Linked DNA regions of Arachis hypogaea: region 1 is linked to region 2. The links are chromatin contacts, called in public Hi-C maps. All regions are on one chromosome and are shown on one strand. The core of a region is the stretch at or near the end of the contact, and the rest is flanking DNA. Distances in the headings are between cores, read along the strand shown. Region 1 has its middle 14 kb from the start of LOC112743859. Region 2 holds the start of LOC112743854 (transcription initiation factor TFIID subunit 13).

Region 1 (4,358 bases), core at 780-3,279, 210 kb after region 2:
TCATTTTTCTTTAATGCAATTTAATATTTTTCATATTTATTGATGTTCATTTGAGTTATTATTGTTGCTTTCTTGTCTTGGTTAGTTGTAGATTTTATTATTTTTGCAATTTATGATGCTTTACTTTTATGCCTTCTAAGTGTTCGATAAAATGTCTTCCTTAGTTTTCAAGTAGAATCCTGCATTCTTGGCTTGAGATTGAGAACTTAGATGATCTTGAGTCATTGATGTCCGATATTGATTGGTGATTTAGGGTTGTTAGTTAATTTTATTTCCACTAAGGCTATCCTTTCACTAAGTCTAATTAGTGAGTTAGTTAGAATTTGTGGATTAAAATTAATTATGCCTATTTGACTTTTTCCAATGTTTAGGATTTGACTAAGTGTAATTAACTCTTCATAATTGTCATATTTGTAGTCAGGGATAAGAATAGTGATCCTTGACTCTCAACCCTTAACAAAATCTTTTTAACATTTGAATTTTCTTTCCTTTACCTTAATTGTTTTTAGTTTAATTTCTCTTATCATTTATATATTGTTGTTCTTCAATTTTTTATTATTTAAATTCTTGTTCTTTGCTATCAAAATTTCGATCTCTCATAACTAATGATACGCACATCTAACTATAATTTCATAGAAGAATGTCCCGTGATTTAAAACTCTTGATATTTAATTTGAATTGTCACAATCTATTAAATTTTAATAGAGTTATTTATAAAATTATACTTATAACGAATTCAAATTTTAATTTGTATATTTCTAAATCGGTATCTCGCCTCTATAGTGGTCTTTTTATGCATGCATATCATTTTCACTTGAACGAGGGCAATAACTCCAACTTTATATTGTATTATTATTCAATAGGTGCATATATATGTACCATATATGATTATTGATTTTTGGCATGTTGTCACTAAATTAAAATTTGTTCCATGCTGTTTTGAATTTTCATGCATGGCAAGCACTAAGAAGTTTCCAAAGTGCTCATTAAATTTATAAGAGGAGTATTAGGGATCAACAAGTTTTGTAATTTGTAGTTATTAATTAGTTATTATTAATATTTTTAATAGTGTAAAATTATAATGGTGCAGAATTACTCATTTTTTTTTACTTATTAGGTGCTAGCTAAATTTTAATAAAACTGTTGGCTCCCTAAACTTTCTCAATTCACAACATGGCATCCAAAGCCCAATAAATGTTACAACTCACATTCACTTCATCAATGAAGTCTCAAATACTATGCTGACTCCTGTTGCACCATTTGTATTATGTATATTTGGTTAACAACTAAAAATATGTCTGAATTATTTTGCTGATTAAAATGGCAAATAATTTTCTATCGGACAAGTGAGATTTTAATATTAGCAAGTGAGTCACATCATACTTTTTCGCTAATAGAACAAGTCTCTTATCATAGTTAAGATATTTTTATCATATTTTTATATTATTTAAAAATATTGTTGTCGAGAATAAAATGTGAATATATACGCCAAAATTATTCGAATGTATTTTCAGTGGTTTATCCATGTCATTATACATCATTTATGATCAAATTCAAAGCATTAGAATAGGGAATTACAAAAGAAAGCAATATTTCAATCTGAACTAGATGATGTTTTGTTCCTTGGAAGATTGAATTAATATCAATTAACTGACATCATTCTATCAATTAGCCTTCCCTAAGAAAACATGGATGGATAAATAAATAAATGAATGAATAATGTGGCTAATCCTAAGTTCAGTTTTTGGGTTAGCCACATAAATATCGTCAACTCTACCTCAAGGGCCTTTAATATCCAACAAACTTTTCCATAATGAATGCTATGTATAACTTGGTATTATTTTTAATAATTGTCAAACTAGATGAGTTACCCTACTAAAATATAATTAATTCCATACCCATTAGTAATTTGTCCCACAGATTAACCACTTGCATTAAATTATAATTGTTAACCATTTTTATGTAATAGAAGTTAATTATAACCATCTATACAATAGAATGATATGTACTAGTATAATACAATATACATTGAATGTCAAACTAGATGAGATACCTCCTAAATATAATTAATCACAATAATAGTTTATCCCTTAGATCAACCACTTGAATAAAATTATACAATTAATAATCAGTTCCGCAATAACATAACTAATAACCATTTAACAAATCTAATTTACCACCAAATCATGTGGAGTAAGCATTGACTTTTTGAAAGGGTTATCTGTTGGTTACTTGGTTACAGTAAACTAAGGAAAGCAAGTTACTAAGTATTTAGAGCAATTTCAATGGTAAAAGAATTTGGAGTTTCATTAACTGTGTCATAAAAGATAAAGATCTACTGTTGAAGTAAACAAAAAGAGAGTTCTTTTAAAGTTATAGAAACCCTGCTGAGGGATTCGTTTTCTTCCAATTTAACTAATAATATATAGACATTTGTTTATTAAATTAAAAAAAATAAATAATATTTTATTAATAAAATTAATATTTTATATACATATATAAGGTGACCTTTACATGTATTAACTTTATATATATTATACTTTACGTATATAATTAATTATTTAATATAATTATTTAAATATTTAAATAATTATATTAAATAATTAAATCATATTTAATTTATTAATAATTATAATAATTAATTATATCTCTATTTAATTAATTAAATTTGTTTACATAAAAAATAATTTTAATTTTTTACACATTATAAAATAATTTTTTAGTGAATTATTTATTTTTATGGGTAAAAAACTATAATAAGCCAATGCCAGGCCGAAATTACGTAAATAAGCCAAAACCAAAATCGTTTCAGTAATGAGCCAAACCACATATTTATATAATTCGAACCATAGTGGTTCAAACTCTATTCATTAATAATTCGAACCAATGTAGTTCGAATTACATAGAGGAGCTGGTTCAAGTAAATCGAACAAGGTTGGTTCGATTTAGCAATGCTAGTAATTCGAACCAAGCTGGTTCGAATTATAGAGAGAGAAGGCTGCATCATATAATTCGAACCAGACTGGTTCGAATTATAGAGAGAGAGGCTGCATCAAGTAATTCGAACTAAGCTGGTTCGAATTACACAAACCCTAATTCGAACCAGGCTGGTTCGATTTAGTGGTAGACAGAGCAGTATATATATGGTTGTAAACGTGAGTTGCTCTCATTAGAGGGTGTAAGATGGCTAGTGAGGAGAGTTTTGTTGTTTTGGTTCACCACAGAGGATCCATTAAGAGGAAAACTCGTTCCGGTGTGAAGTTCACAGATAAGGATCCTCTCTGTATTGTCGTGAACCCAACGACGAGCTATGATGACCTTGTTAGATCTGTGCTGATGAAACTTGGTCTGGAAGGTGCGAAGCGGGTTAAGAAGTTTTTCTATCGCATTCCATTCACGGTCTTGCAGGATACCGTGAAGTATGATTGTTTCACGATTGGTAGTGATGAGGACCTGCAAGTCATGTTTCTTTGTCGGAGGCAGTTTCCGGAGGTGAGGACACCAGAATTGTTGGCAAAGCTGGTTGATGTGGTATCCAGCTCAGGGGGTTCGAACCGGAATACCACCACTGTAGCCACGGCAGCCGGTTCCAGTTCCAGGCCTGCCGTTGCTTCTTCGTCCGTCCCTGTGTACGAGCCAGCGGTCCAACCTGTCGCCTCCCCGTCTTTTGCTGTTGATCTCAATGACGGAGTAGGCGACGTGGTAGGATCAGTTGATATTCTGCCGAACGCTTTACAGGGCGTTCCACCGGTTGGCGTCGGAGACGGATTGTTGGGTGATGTAGAGGAGGACGACGTCGAGCCGGATATGATTGAGGATGACAGCGACGACGAGGTTGGAGCGACTGAGCCTGCATTGGCGGTCGGTGATTCTAGTTCTGGCACACAGCAGTATCCACCACATTTTTCCTCTTTGGACCTGGATGCCATGAGGCAAGAGGGTGTTTCAGGGCACTCTGTTGGATTCGGAGCTAGAGATGCGGAAGGGACTGCTGGTCTGACAGAGTTCCAGGTTGGTCAGCAATTTCAGGATAAAGATGAGGCCCTGTTAAGTGTGAAGACTTACAGCATCCGGCGAGGGGTACAGTACAAGGTAGTGGAGTCTGATCATCGCCGTTATGTGGGCAAGTGTTCTGAGTTTGGGAATGGGTGCACATGGTTGATTCGACTGAGTCTGCGGCAGCGCAAGGGCATTTGGGAGGTCAAACGGTACAATGGACCTCACACTTGTCTTGCGACCTCCATCTCGAGTGACCACAGGAGCTTGGATTATCATGTGATTTCGGCGTTCATTATGCCAATGGTTAGGGCTGATGCATCCGTCAGCATCAAGGTGCTCCTAACTGCCACGGCAGCACA
Region 2 (4,673 bases), core at 315-2,814:
CATACTTAACCCTTTTACTATTTTGTTAGTACTATTTCTCTTCATCTTCTTTTAATGGTCATATTTTTTCTTTTTCTTTTTTAAAACATTTTAAAAAATTCAATACAAAACTAAAATTTAAAAATATAAAATTTAAAAATCAAAATAATATTTTTTTTTAAATTTGATTATGTTTACTATTTTATGTGAAAAAAATTTTATTTATTAAGGTATAAAAAATGAGATTAAAATTAGTATGATTAAAAAATATTAAAAATTTAATATTATAAAAAAATAAAAAATTTATATTAGGACTAATTTAATTAATTTTTAAAATTTTAAGAATAAAAATAACCTATATATATATATTCAAAAATTAATTTAATTTTAAATAAGGTTATGACATGTCAAATAACACTTAGCATGTCACGTATCACTCACATGACACGTCAATTAATCATTTTGTGACATATAACACTTAACATAATAAATCATTATCTGATTAATAAAGAATCATTTTGACTTACATTCTATTTTTGAGGGACTAATATAATTAATTTAATCTTTCTAAGACTAATTTAAAAAATATGACAAATTTAAATATTAACCTAGCAAAAATATTCCACTAGAAATCACATCCATATGATCATATTTGTAGCTAGCAATATTTGGAACTAATTAGTCATTATTCCTGATGAAACTGAATAAAAACATTCATTTGAAATATGCACAGAATGTCCAAAAATATAATCTACAACAATGAGTTTTTTATTATATTTTTTATAATTTAATTTTAATACATTCTTAATATAAAATAATTTTATCTAAATATCTAATTACGTAATATTATATTAATAAAATAATTATTTTTTATTTTAATTATATAAATAATTATTTAAAAAATAAATATGATTAAACTATTGTATAATATATTTTACACCATTAATATATCAGAATTAAACTCATTATATAAGAATATGCGTAAATTCTCATATATTTATAATATGAAGCACAAACATACAACCTGCTGAGTCAACAAAAAAAAAAAATCATACAACCTGCTGCATAACTCTTAAAAAACCCAAAAGCTTATGCTAGCCTTTGCTTAAATTTTCTATTATATCTATGTACACAGATAAATGTTTTTTCAACATTTGTTTACCTACTTTATTATCACTGAATTTTGATGTAATTTCTTAAATAATAAACACTATATTTAACTGACACAACTTGTATGCATAACAAGAACATTATTGTTGCCAAAACACTTGAAGAAAGGGTCACAAATCAAAAGGAACCATCTCTGAATGCAACTGAAAATGGAAGAGATGCCCCAAAAACAATGGCAGCAGCAACATCCCTTCAAAAAAGGATCATCATAGGGGCTCTCTCCTACATCATAGTTATCATGCCCCATTCTTTGTAATCTCTGCAGATAGCCACATATGTTTGGTGAAATCAATAAAAGAGCATATGTAGCAACAATCAGTATTCAAATTACAAAAGTTGTTGAAATTTGAAAAAAGTAAAAAGGAACTCACAGAATTGATGGCCTTTTCTTCCTTTCACTTGCCCAAGAAAAATTGGAGAGAGTTCATACTGGAAGGAAGAGGGAGATAGATTAGGATACGAGGATTTTGATTTGTCAATCAGGCATACAAATGGAAAATCACGTGTGGATGTGTCATGTTTGACTAGATATGCTTTGCTCTAAGATGTATCTAGAAGTAGTGCCCCTAGAAGTAGAGCAATCATTTTTTTTTTCTCTTTTCTCATTTGTTGAAAAGAAGGATCCATTCTTTTTTGTGAAAGATTGTAATTGTGTAGGTTCCTTATTGTTGTTCTTTCATTTTTAAAAGTCTTTTGAACCAATTGTTCTTTTTCTTTTCCCTTTAAAATGTGGTGAATGCGGATATGTCAAAGCTTTTTTTCTTTTATATTGGAGGATCTGTAATGTTTTTTATCAAATGAATTAGAGAGCCCCGTCAATTCTAAACATCACTGGACCTGGCATGTGATATGTAAAAATCTAAAAATGTGAAGAGATGTTTGCCTTTTATTTTTGGTCATAGAACCTGACTAGAAAGAAAAGCCCATCATCATCAACACTCGCAGTCCCACCCTTCTCTCCATCGATACCCATATAAGGCCATAATCCCACTAGGATTTCCCCTTTCCACCCCACTCGATACGAGCATACGACGTCGTTTCTCTTCAGCCCTGAACGTCTCCTTCCTCTCGTCACTCGCTCACTGAAGCTAGAGCTCTCTCATCTCTCTCCCTGTGGCTCACTGGCTCTCGCACTCAAGCTCTCTTCCACTCTCGTCTCCGGTCTCTCTCACCGTCTCCAGTCTCGTACTCAGTCGCGCTCGCGCCTTCCCTGCGCTCGTTGTCGCCGGCGGCAGCAGGTCCCTACTGGTCCTCATCGTCGCGCTCTGTCTCGTCACCGTCTCGCACTCAGTCGCGCGCCTTCCTTGCGCTCATCGTCTCCGGCGGCAGAACCAGCAGGTCCCCGGGCTGGTCTTCTTGCTTCGAGTCTCGCCGTCAGCTTCCTCCCCGCCGCCGTCAGCTTCTTTCGCGCAACCATAAGCTGGTCCCCGATTTGGTGAGTTCCAACAAATTCTTATGATCTTTCTTTTTCAGTTTTGTTGCTGTAATTCATGACTGCACTCTGATTTTGTTGCTGACAGTTGAATTTGTTGCTGAAAATATCACTGAACAAGTTTTTTTTTTTTTTTTTTTTGCTGAAAATCATCACTGACATGATTTGTTACTGATTATCATCACCGAACCTTGAATATTTTGTCGCTGAAAATATTAGCTAGTTTTTTTATTGCTAAAAATCATCACGGAGATGAATTTGTTAATGATTATCATCATTTGTTGCTGTCTTGCTGAGTAATCACTTAGTTAAGTTTTCTTGTTGCTAAAAATGATTAGAGTTGAATTTGTTACCGATTATCAATTTATCATAGAAAATAACTTGTGAATTGGAAAGAGAGAATCTCAATTCTCAAGAGTGCAGGATCTTCACCGAAGGTACTCCAAAACTATCCACACCAAACGAGAATCTGAAGAAGAAATCCGAACTCACTGAAGGTTCATTCCTTCTTCTTCTTGTGCGGAAGAATGAGCAGTTCCGGTGGTGGAAGCTCGTCGAAACCAAGAAGTGCTTCTTTTCAACCTTCCGAAACTTCTTCAAAGCGCAAAAGAGGAGTCTTCCAAAAAGAACGTTAGTAATCACTCCTATCCAACCTCCTGTTTTTTTTTTTTTTTCCGTTGCAATTTTCTGTTTTCCTTTTTCTTTTTAAGATGAAAAAGAAAAACGTTTCTTTTATGCATGTAACTGTCACTAATAATTTTCCTTATGCTTGCTAAAACAGTGCAGCACATGATGTACGGCTTTGGAGATGATCCAAATGTAAGTGCCCTAACCTTTTATTACATCCTTAATTACTTTTTGGGATGTGAATGTTAATGGATACTAAACTTTGATCTCTTTTATGCTTCGCACAATTAGCCTCTTCCTGAAAGTGTGGCGCTTATGGAGGATATTGTTGTGGAATATGTCACGGAATTGGTAACCTAATTTATTTATTTTTTAAAACTAACTTTTTCATTGTTCTTGTTCAACTGAATTACAGTGTTGTGGATTAATTTGGACCTTTTATTTTTGTGCTTTGAATTTTTTTCCTTCGGAAGGTACATAAAGCTCAAGATATTGGATCACAGAGAGGGAAGCTATCTGTTGAGGATTTCCTTTATTTGATTCGCAAGGTACTTCTTTGTTCATAAAAGAATTTCAAATAAGGTGAAGAGTGAAGACTCACATAGAGTTGTCTTAATAGGAAGTTGATAATTGAGAGTAGTTAGATAACAATTTAGTAAAACATGTCAAATCATGTAACGGTGCTCAATACCAAATCCACGGCTTTTACTACCAAGAAAATGCACTTATGATTTGCCTTTAACACCATTTTGTCTTCAATTGCTTTGAGGCATGATATAAAGAGCTGTACTGTCATAGATTAAGAGGCTAATACTTCAGAATTTGTTGCAACTTTGCAACTTTCAAGTAGCCATAAACATTAATCCAATTCATGATTGAACATTTTTGTTCATGATTAATCCCAATTTCTTATACTGCTACAGGATTTGCCAAAACTTAATCGAAGTACAGAATTGTTGTCAATGAATGAAGAGCTGAAACAGGCAAGGAAAGTCTTTGAATCAGATGAAGAGAAACTGAGGAACGTTTTTGAGGTAGATGAACCAGTTGAATGATGAATGAGGAAAAGGGTATTGAATTGCTTCGTTACTGAATTCAGGATTACTGCTTTTCCTGTTCTAACATGTCTCTATCAAATTTTTGGAATTTTGGAGTATGTCCTACATTTGAAAATAGCCAATGTGGATACTTGAACAGTTGAATTGTAACTTCCTAATATATTTGTTCTCCAATTTATTGTGTCAATGATCTTGTGATTAGAAGTTTGAGTATTATTAGAAAACAATTTTTGACACATTAGGGTAACGTACCGAAATATAGGAGAAATTATTTGGTCTCTACCTTCTACAGTTATTATTTATTTCTTTGAGAGTTATTTGGTCTCAGCAGGATAGTTTTTATCCTCCTCCTGTTGTACTTTTAATGTAGTAGTAGAATTGGGAATTGACCAGGGAATTTAAAAGGT

What was found. Hi-C and Micro-C count contacts between places; a contact is called where the count stands out from the background.
Region 1: a Hi-C map of leaf shows a contact between it and region 2, with 1.7 times the contacts expected there. The contact joins the enhancer-like site here to the promoter of LOC112743854 in region 2. A contact is called at or near these places in 2 of 8 Hi-C or Micro-C datasets (both in leaf).

The regions. Positions count from the first base shown.
Region 1 is chr14:119,955,277-119,959,634 of arahy.Tifrunner.gnm2.J5K5, forward strand. No RefSeq gene overlaps it. Among protein-coding and RNA genes, the nearest start is that of LOC112743859, 14 kb to the right of the region's middle. Within about 2 kb of position 2,030, at least 1 of the 3 cell types and tissues checked has open chromatin away from gene starts, as enhancers often do.
Region 2 is chr14:119,746,119-119,750,791 of arahy.Tifrunner.gnm2.J5K5, forward strand. It overlaps LOC112743854 (transcription initiation factor TFIID subunit 13), which reads left to right and starts at 1,565. Exons shown (of 6, transcript XM_025793231.3): 1 at 1,565-2,584; 2 at 3,005-3,211; 3 at 3,363-3,400; 4 at 3,500-3,559; 5 at 3,682-3,756; 6 at 4,132-4,453. The coding sequence starts at 3,109. The coding sequence ends at 4,263. It overlaps LOC112743855 (a long non-coding RNA gene), which reads right to left and starts at 1,660. Exons shown (of 2, transcript XR_003172484.3): 1 at 1,521-1,660; 2 at 958-1,408.